Linked DNA regions of Rattus norvegicus: region 2 is linked to region 1. A link is a contact called in public Hi-C data. All regions are on one chromosome and are shown on one strand. The core of a region is the stretch at or near the end of the contact, and the rest is flanking DNA. Distances in the headings are between cores, read along the strand shown. Region 1 holds the start of Cabp1 (calcium binding protein 1). Region 2 holds the start of Hnf1a (HNF1 homeobox A).

Region 1 (5,007 bases), core at 1,387-3,886:
TCTGTGTGGCCAAGGATGATCTTGACCCCCAGGTTCTACAGTGTCAGCCTCCAGAGTTCTGGGGTTTCAGACACCTGCCACCCTGCCCGTCTGGATCTTACCATTCTTTGGACATCTCATGAGTCTCACCCCTTCTCACACCTCCTCCACCAACTGTCGCCCCAGTCCGGCCTCAGCACCTCTCCCCTGCACTTTGGAACGAGACCTGCCTGCTGCCATATTTCCACTCACGCCCACGGTGATGGGGTGATGCGGCTTCTAGCCCCTGCCTTCCCCTCCCCCACCTTCAGCCCTCCTTATCTGGTGGCTTCTTGAACACAGCAAGCTCTCTTCTCCTCCGGATACTGAATCCATCTGCTTGGTCAGATCCATCTTTCCCCAGATGGAGACACAACTGTTTCTTTTACTTCATACGCAGAGGTGTCTGCCGTCCAGTGACACCATCTAGTCTGGGGGCATAGCGGACCGTCAGAGTGGTCGCCCAGCATACGCTAGGCCCAAGTTCCAACCCTTGCAGGGCTGGACGCACGGACAGGTATTTGCTGACTGAGTCGGGCACATCTTTGGGTGGCAGATTCCAGGTATGGTACCTGGTCGCATACATATGTGTCGGTGCCGAGCAAATTCACAGACGTTACACATGGAATGGAACTCCAGCCTGCACCCAGGATTATCTGGGGTGGGAATACAGATGTCTCAGCCATTTAGTCTCTGAGCGTAACTCTGGTTTATTTCACTTGTGTTAATAACCGTGCGCGAGATATCCAGCTTCCTTTGGGTTTCCAACAAGAGCGGCTGGCCAACCAGGTTTGTCTCAGGGGTGTTTAGGCTTCACAAAGGTTAGCGAGCGGCAGACACGCACAGCAGGGATTTACAGTCATCCCTTGCTGCTTATCGGCTCCTGAGGGATTCCGCTCGGTTCTTCATCTCCTGAGGTTTATGTCGTGCATACGTCGTCTTTTAATCCCCCAAATGCTGCTTCATTTCCTTGTTCATTTTTGTTCTGTGAAATTGCTTTCCCGGGCCATCCTGGGGTTGGTTGGTTTGTTCGTAATTGTTTGTGTGCTCGCTTTGAGACATGTCTCTCTATGTAGCCCTGACCGGTCTATAACTCTGTAGACTATGATGGCCTCATAGAGGTCTGTCTGCCTCTGTCTTCTGAGTGTTGGGATTAAATATGCGTGTCACCTTGCCTGTTAAATTCATTCATTCATTCATTCATTCATTTTTATGAAAGGGTCTCACGTAGCCCAGCCTGGCCTAGAACTCTTTATTCTCATCCTCCTGTTTGTAACTCCCAAGGGATTACAGACGTGTGCGCGCGTGTGTGTGTGTGTGTGTGTGTGTGCGTGCGTGCGTGCGTGCGTGCTTGCGTGCACAGGCACGAGCCACCACACCCAGGTTTTCTTTTTCTTTCTTTTTTTTTTTTTTCCTCAAGAGTCAAAATATTTAAACAGGTTCTTACTCCGAAGCCCAAGCTGGCCTCCAGGTCGTAGCAATCCTGCTGGGATTGCGGGCCTGTGCCACCACATCCCAATCCACCTTTCTTGCACGTGTCCATGCAGAAAAGAGGGTCCTCCTCGAAGCCCGCGTTCTTTTGGGAGTCTGACCATCGATCCTAAAGAGGCTAAGCAGTGAGCAGGATGTAGGGACGGAGCATGGGCAGAGTCTAGAACACAGAGGTCCTCACCTCCAAATCTTAACTCCCCTACTACTTAGCACCTTGGTACAAGGGCCTCAGGAGGTACAGACCAGATAGAGGCTGCTCACCGCATGGGCGCCCTGTCCCAGCTCCCGCTCGGGTCTTTCGTGTGCACCGTGTCTTCTGATGTCACCCCGAAATTAGTTTGAAAGAATCATTTGCGCTTCACAGAAGAGAGGAAACAGGCTCAGGGAGGGTGATGACACTTGCCCAAGCTACCCAGATGGGGCAAGCCGCAGAGCTGGGATTTAAGATTGAAACCAGCCCAGTGTGACTTCCTGGCTGCCTACCAAGGGCAGGAGTCTCTCTACAGCTAGAAGGGCAGGAGGTGGTTGGACAGAGAAAGAAGCATAGCAAGTAGGTCCTACCTGGAATTTGACCACCACCACGAACTTCCAGGACAGGTAGCTGCAGCCAGACGCCACCTGGCTCCTCTTGGGTCAACTGTAAATTCTGTGGCTGGCTTGCCTGGGCAATCCTAGTCCCGATTACACTGTGTGGAAGGCGGATGAAAGCGGCATAGGTACACTCCTAGCTTTATCCTTCCAGGTCATCTGGTTCCTGCGTTTGTCTGGGTGGTGTCACAGAGTGCCTGCCTCCTGGCTGATCCTCTAGCGTCCTGCACCCCTTTGGTCCTATGGCCAAAGTTGTTCTCTCTGGAAAGTTCACCCTTGCTTGACTTTGGGGGCGACCGGCCAATCCGGGGCACTGAGGGATCCTCCGGGAATGATAAGGGGCTCCGCCAGTCTCCTTGGGGGAGGTTAGCCAGCCCCTTCCCTCGTGCTCCTGTTCAGTGCCGCAGCGCCCCCTTGGCCACCAGAGGCGCCCGGAAGCGGGACTCCCTGAGCGCGGGGCGGGGCGAGGGGCGGGGCGCGGCGGCACCTGGGCCGCGGGAGAGCCGGGGGTGGGCTCTCGGGGGACAGCAGGCTGCCCCCCCAGATCCGCAGCGCCGGCCGCCGGGAGCTCGAGGCTCCGGGCGCAGAGGCTGCGCTGTCACATGGGCGGCGGCGACGGGGCCGCATTTAAGCGGCCAGGGGACGGCGCCCGCCTGCAGCGCGTCCTCGGGCTCGGCTCCCGCCGGGCGCCCCGCTCCCTGCCCTCCGGGGGCCCCGCGCCACCCCCGCCGGGCCATGCGAGCGCGGGCCCCGCCGCGATGAGCTCGCACATCGCCAAGAGCGAGTCCAAGACGTCGCTGCTCAAGGCGGCGGCGGCGAGCGGGGGCAGCCGGGCTCCCCGCCACAGCTCTGCGCGGGACCCCGGGCTGCGTGGCCGCAGGCTGCCCGGTCCCTGCCCCGACTCGCCTGCAACGTGCGGGGACCCCAGCTCGCGGAGGCCCCTGTGCCGGCCGGTGCCGCGGGACGAGGGCGCGCGCGGGAGCCGGCGTGGGCTGCCCCAGGCGCACTGCAGGCCCCGGGAGACGCTACCGCCGGCCCGCGGGCGCGATGGGGAGGAACGGGGGCTGGCGCCGGCTCTCAGTCTACGGGGCTCCCTGCGATCGCGGGGTCGCGGGGACCCGGCTCCCGCTGGCACCCCCGAGGCGGACCCGTTCCTCCACCAGCTGCGCCCCATGCTCAGCTCCGCCTTCGGTCAGGTAAGGGCCGCGCCCCTCGCCCGCGCTCGGGGCACCGGCGCTCGGGACCCTACGGCGGCGGCGCGTCCCCGGCCCTGCTCGCTCTGCCCAGTCGGGGCGCACCTCGGCTCATCCTGTCCTCCCGCGGCCCTGGCACTCCGCCACCCCCGTGTCTGATTCAGCACCCTGTGCGCTGTCCACACTCCGGGCCTCTTCCTGAGCTCTGCTCAGCCGAGCCTGCCTCGCACCTGCAGGAGCGACCTCCGCAATCCTCCCCGGAGATTTTCCGGGGTCGTGAGCAGCGCTTGGAGCAGGCGGCGCCAACCCGCTCCTCTGGCCTCTGGCGACCCAAAGGAGCGAAGGGCTTGCAGTCTGAGCGGCAGAGGGGAGGACCTGGGAGTCCGCTGAGTTGTTTGCATATGAATTTCTAATAGCCGTGACTTAGAGTGTCTTCAAAGGTCTGGAGAAAGTTAGGGGATTGGAAAAATGGGGAGGAGAAGAGATGTCTGGGCAGGCATGAAGGGTCTGCCCAGGGCTACGGCTCTATCTGGAACTTGAGAATGTTTTAGGAAAGGTGGTATTCCAGGGATGCCATCTGGATGACAGTTAGGCAATTGTGGGATAAGACCGAGAAAATGTAAGCCTGAGTTCTTGTGTCTAGGGTCAGGAAGGCCACTAAGAGGTCACCGGCGACTCGTTTTTGTTCCTCGCACGCCTTTGCCCGCAAGGACTCCAGTCAGCCAGGCGTTTACAAACAGCTCAAGGCTACAGTGGGGGGTTGTGTCGCAGGGGAGACAGGAACCCTTGAACTTCTGAGCGAAGCCAAGATTTCCTCTAGTTCCGAGCCTGTAATTGAATCGAACTCACGGAGGGAGGCAGTTCAGCAGAGGCGCTGAACTGCAGAATGCTGGCTGGCATGGTTTTAGACGCAGGGGGTCTAAGCGTTTCTGTGGCAGGATCTAAGGCAAAGATAACCACCTCAAGCTCCCGGCTTGCTGTGCGGGATCAGTACTACAAGGAGGCCGCGTGTGTTTTGCTTCAGATCTGCTCACTTCTTTTCAAAAATACTACTCTGCAGTGGCTAATGCAGGTGGAGCTCTGTCATGAAGGCAGCTGCACGTGGATTCGGGTTGCACGGGACTGCTGGGATGGTGTGATGGGGCCAGCCGCACAAGGCTTTGTTCCTGCAGGGAGCCCTGTTAGCGGTGCTCAGGAGTAGAGGTTTGGACGCAGAGCCCTGCGAGCCAGAGCCTGGCTCCGTGCCAGGGAAGATGCTCACTGCAGTGGTTTGTGTGTTCCAAGGAGCGGAAGCATGTTAGGAGCGATCTATGGGTCTGGACTGGGTTGTCACCCAAACGCTGTGTCGTGAGTGGGGAATTTTGATTCACTCAGTTACCAAGCATTTCTTGAACGCCCACTTTCTCCAGGCATTGGTGGTCCACTAGGAAGGGAGCAGGGGGGTAGTCAAGATCTGGGCTGTTTTGGAGCTTTTGACCCAGCAGTTTGGAAGGTGCCCAGTCACAGGCTGATTATTCAACTTGCTATCGATCTGGGAGCGGGGTGGGGGAAGGACCGTTGCTTCCCCACCCTTGCAGCATTTGCCTGCAGAGGCCCCAGTCTGAGCTCAGAGCCTTTCGACCGTCTGCTCCTCACCTCCTCCAACCGCTCAGCCATTAAGTGGAGACTATTCTCCAGCCCCAGGTTCTGAAATGTCACAGGGTCACTTGAGTCACGA
Region 2 (5,007 bases), core at 1,004-3,503, 220 kb after region 1:
AACTTAACACCATTTATCAAAAATAACACCATTTCAACAAGAGGTCTCAAAGTTCTTGGTAGCCTCGTGTGGCTGGTGCTGAGAACGAACCACACGTGGAGAGGGGCTTGCAGGTAGAGGGCATGGTGGACTGTCGCACGCTTGGCTCACTAGGGACATTGCTTGCTGCTGGCCTGGAAGTTCCTCCTCTCCCTCCCCCACTGCAAAACTTAACCCTGGCTCCAAAGAACCCTGAAGGTTCTGGAAACAGCCAAGTTTAGGGGCAGCTCTCTTCAGCAAGAAAAGGACATAGGAAAGATGAGGGCCAAGCTCCCTGGGCCCAGCCAGGATGAAGTGAGAGAAGGGTGAGCCTGTTCCTAATGGAAAATGTGATACTTTAGTAACAGGTTTGGTATTTTTGTTTTTTTTAAACAATGAATTTATAGTATGTAGCCCAGGCTAGCCCAGAACTCCTTGTCTGTGTGATATATTTCTTAAATTAATGAGAAAACTCAAAAGGATAGAAATCACTTATTCACACATGCAAAAAATTGTACATGGATGTTCCTAGCAGCTAAAACATGGGCGGAACATATATAATTTGCCGTCCATGGATGCATGGGAAAGTGCCAGGTCTCCTTGCAACAGTATCTGTCATTCACTATGGAAGGGATACATGAGATCCGTGCTCTGGGTGAGTAAACTTCCGGTACTCCATGGCTGCCAGAGGCTGGGCTAGAGACCTGCATGGGGACTGGCTGCTCAGCAGATGTGCAGTTTCTGATGTGCAGACGATAAAAGTGTTTTAATGACCGGACGGTGCACTACAGTGCTGGGATATGCTCAAAGCTGCTAACACACTGTATTTCATAAGGCAGCAAGATGGCTCTGCAGGTATCAGTGCTGATGGCCAAGTGAGGCCACCTGGGTTCCTTCCACAGGGTGGAAGAGAGAGAGGTGATTCCTGAAGTTGTTCCCTGACCGCCACACTGGAGCTGTCACACACACACACACACACACACACACACACACACACACACACTCAAAAAGATTAAAAAGTATTAAGTGCTTTTGTTAAGTAAGACTGATGAAAATGATACTTGAGAAAAATGAAAATGGTGCTTGGGGCTGGGGTGCTGGCTCATGGTAGAGTCCTTGCCTAGTGTATACAAGGCCCTGGACTTGACCCCCAGTATTTCAAAAACTGACTTCCGTACAGGCCTGCAATCCCAGCACTTGGGAGGTAGAGGCAGGAGGATCAGAAGTTCAAGGTCAGCCTGAATGACACAGTAAGACTGTCTTGGAAAACAATAAATATGTGTGTGTGCGCACAGACACACAGAGAGATACATACACACATTGATTAGATACACAGACATACAGACACAAACACAGACAGACACAGATACACTCACACACACAGATACATATATACATAGTTTAGAAACACAGGCACACACACATAGACACATACACAGACAGAGACACAAAGATACACACACATACTCACACATACAGATGCACAGACACACACAGACACATATAGACACATATAGATTAGATACACAGACACACAGACATATACACACACAGACACACACACAGATACATAAACACACACAGAGAGACACATACTCGCACACACACACACACACACACACACACACACACACACATACGTATGTCCCGGTTGGGATCACACAATGATAAGAAGCAACACATCATAACCCAGTACAATCCTCAACACAGACGTTTGAAGTGCTAAAACACAGGCTTTACCCCGCCCCCCCCCCCCCCCCCCCCCGGGAAGCCTAAGGTTGGGCTAGGATGGAGGTGCAGTGACTCCCTCCAGGAAATATGACCTAATTCTGCCCTTGAGAACTGGCCCAGTGGCCCAGAGCTTCCTACTGTTCCAGGGGCCCAAAGAAACACGCTTTTAAAGTTCTACGCCAGGAGGAAGGCATCTTGGGCAGTGGGACCAGCGCTGCTCCCAGAGGCCTCCTGGCTCCTGGTGCCTCTCTCCCTGCGCCCCTGGTTCCCGCTCCACCTCCCCCACCCGCCCTTCTGCTCACTCCCAATTGCAAGCCATGGCTCCCGGTCCGGTCCCTCTCGCTGCTGTGAGGCCTGCACTTGCAAGGCTGAAGTCCAAAGTTCAGTCCCTTCGCTAAGCACACGGATAAATATGAACCTTGGAGAATTTCCCCAGCTCCAATGTAAACAGAGCAGGCAGGGGCCCTGATTCACTAGCCGCTGGGGCCAGGGTTGGGGGTTGGGGGTGCCCACAGGGCTTGACTAGTGGGATTTGGGGGAGCAGTGGGTGCAGCGAGCCTGGTCCGTTGACTGCCAGCAGTAGACACCGGCCGTGTGTGGGGGAGGCGGCTAGCTCAGTGGCCTTGGGCCGCGTGGCCTGGCGGTAGAGGAGCCATGGTTTCTAAGTTGAGCCAGCTGCAGACGGAGCTCCTGGCTGCTCTGCTCGAGTCGGGCCTGAGCAAAGAGGCTCTGATCCAGGCTCTGGGGGAGCCCGGGCCCTACCTGATGGTTGGAGATGGTCCCCTGGACAAGGGGGAGTCCTGCGGTGGGACTCGAGGGGACCTGACCGAGCTGCCCAATGGCCTGGGGGAGACGCGTGGCTCGGAAGATGACACGGATGACGATGGGGAAGACTTCGCGCCACCCATTCTGAAAGAGCTGGAGAACCTCAGCCCAGAGGAGGCAGCCCACCAGAAAGCCGTGGTGGAGTCACTTCTTCAGTAAGGATCCCACCCTGTCCCCAGCACCCGGGCAGGAACTCATAGCGGCCCAGTCTATGCTCCCTATGCTCCGGGCAAGTTCCATTTCCCTCCTAGAGGCTTTGGGAGCTGTGGTCTTCAGGCTGGTGGTCAAGGGGTTCTTGTTGAACCTACCCCTCAGTTTGGTCCTACGTACCCCATACCCATGGGCTTCCTGTTTGCAGCCACGTCCTTAGGAAACCGGGACAGGCCTGAGGTCACTTTGAAACGGAGGACAAAGGAAGTGAACCCCAAGAATATGGTGGGAGAACCAGCGGGTGGTAGAAATCCTTCCCCAGGGTGGTCGCCTGTGGCTCCCACAAATTCCACCTTCTTTGCTAGGGGGTCAGAGCCCAGGTTTAGGGACCCGAAAGCGTCTGAGGAGGCTGGGCTGATGTTGGCGTTTTAGGGGATTTCCTGATCTGCCAGGGCCTTAAGCATGTGGCTGGGTACGCCTGGATTTCTTACCTGAGGCAGATGGAGCTGAGGGCTGGCAGCTTCCATGCATGGCCAGGTGCCGTTCCCTCCACCCCCTGACCCCAACTTGGTCAGATAGCAGGTTTAGAGGCCTCCCCATACCAGCCCTCCTCATCTGTTGTCTGGCTCCCCATCTCCTGGAGTGTTGGGTGGGTCCCAATTTCAATGCCTCCCCTCTCCTCAGCAAAGCCACCCTGGTTACTAATTACCCATGCGCGCTATTATTTCTTTTGTTTTATAAATTTATAAATAGCAAAAGGCCCTGATAAGGCCTGTGATCATTAACTTGTAGGGACGGTGGCTGGGAGATGCCCAGTTGGGGGGGTGGAGAACGGGAACACCAAGGTGGGGGAAAGGTAACTTGGGGGCCGTGGGGAATACTACCACCCCCACGTCCCAAAGCCTCCACAGTTTCCTGAGATTATCACCCAGTTTCCTATTTTCTTGTGGGGTTTTGCGGTGCCTAAATCGCCATGATGTAGAGATGAGCCCCCCAGAAGGAAGCGGTTAATAAACCAGCTTTTCAGATAGGGAAACTGAGGCTCAGATTGGGGAAAGAGCTGTGAAGGAGGGGCCTGAGGGCTGGCTGAGGAGTTTGGGGACAATCTCCCAAGAACACTCCGGAAGCAGCCTCTTTTCTGTCCAAGGTCCTGATCCTGACTTGGGGTGGGGGAGGGCTGGTGGATCCCGGCATTTCTGGAAGTGTCGCAGAGCCTCCCAGGGCCTTAGGCAAGGGGCAGAGGAGCAGCCAGGCCCCCTGACTTGGCAGAAAGTGGAGGGCAAAGTGCTGCCTCGCTGCAGGGGAGGGGCAAAGGGCCAAGTATTACCAGAACCAGGGCGCAAGGAACCTGGATAGGGTGGAGCTGGGCCTGACCCGTTCAGGGGCCCCAGGTGGGACTGGGGGCTTAGTATGAGGCGGAGGGGCCAGGGAGGCCAAGAGTCTTCTTACCTGGCTAGGTAGGACCTCTTGTTCAGCAGCCCCCATGCTGGGGGCCGTGGGGGTTGAAGGGGAGCTTGGTCCACAGCAGCTGGAGCAGAGGTCAAAGTGCTTCCTTGGGGGTAACCAGAAGAATCCCGGAGGCAGAGGGGACAAGGGCGGTGAGGAGGAGGATGAGAGGGAAGAAGAGGGCTGGGGGAGCTGGGGAGAGCAGAAGAGCCAGGAAAAGAGAGGGTCTCTGAGCAGCTTGATGAAGGGGCAGGGGAGAGAGGCTGAGCTGAGAGGAGGCTGGAGCGTGTCCCTCCCAGGTTGCCTTTCTTTAATGCTAACAGCGAGCTATTTGCTTTCCATTTAAATTCGAGATGTTGCTATAAATTATCAACCAGCTTCTTGTTCCTGCGGAGTTTATAACTAACTACCCGGGTTACTTATTGTTCAGGTAACAAAGGGGACCTGAACATGTCCCCAGGGACAAAAAGTGGGGGCCTCTAGTTTCAGGACGGGGTGGGGGGAGACTCTGGGGAGAGGGCTGGAGGACCCCTGAGGAGGGCCTGGCTAGTGGGCAAGTTGAGGCTGGAAGGGTTGGTAGAAAGAAGCAACTCCCCATGGTAGCTGTTGATTCCAAGGTCTACCTTTGGAAGATTTGGAAGAGGGAGAGGTGGGTCTGGGGTCTCAGGTCCCACCCCCACCCCCACCCCATGGCGTTCGAGGCCACCGCAGACACCTCAGCTCTCCTCCTAGAGCCCCATCCTTTGTCTACCACGTGACCTTGGGCAAGACCCTTTCCCTCCCCTCCCTCAGGGTCAGCAGGTAGACAGAGTAAAGGCAAATTCTCTTAGTTCTAGT

What was found. Hi-C and Micro-C count contacts between places; a contact is called where the count stands out from the background.
Region 2: a Hi-C map of Schwann cells shows a contact between it and region 1, with 3 times the contacts expected there. The contact joins the promoter of Hnf1a here to the promoter of Cabp1 in region 1. A contact is called at or near these places in 3 of 12 Hi-C or Micro-C datasets (Schwann cells, mammary epithelial cells and psoas muscle).

What each region holds. Positions count from the first base shown.
Region 1 is chr12:47,082,656-47,087,662 of GRCr8, forward strand. Cabp1 (calcium binding protein 1) reads left to right here and starts at 2,637. Exons shown (of 6, transcript NM_001033676.1): 1 at 2,637-3,293. The coding sequence starts at 2,700. It overlaps LOC134481303 (a long non-coding RNA gene), which reads right to left and starts at 2,524. Exons shown (of 4, transcript XR_010056804.1): 1 at 2,071-2,524.
Region 2 is chr12:47,303,992-47,308,998 of GRCr8, forward strand. It overlaps Hnf1a (HNF1 homeobox A), which reads left to right and starts at 2,254. Exons shown (of 10, transcript NM_012669.1): 1 at 2,254-2,729. The coding sequence starts at 2,404.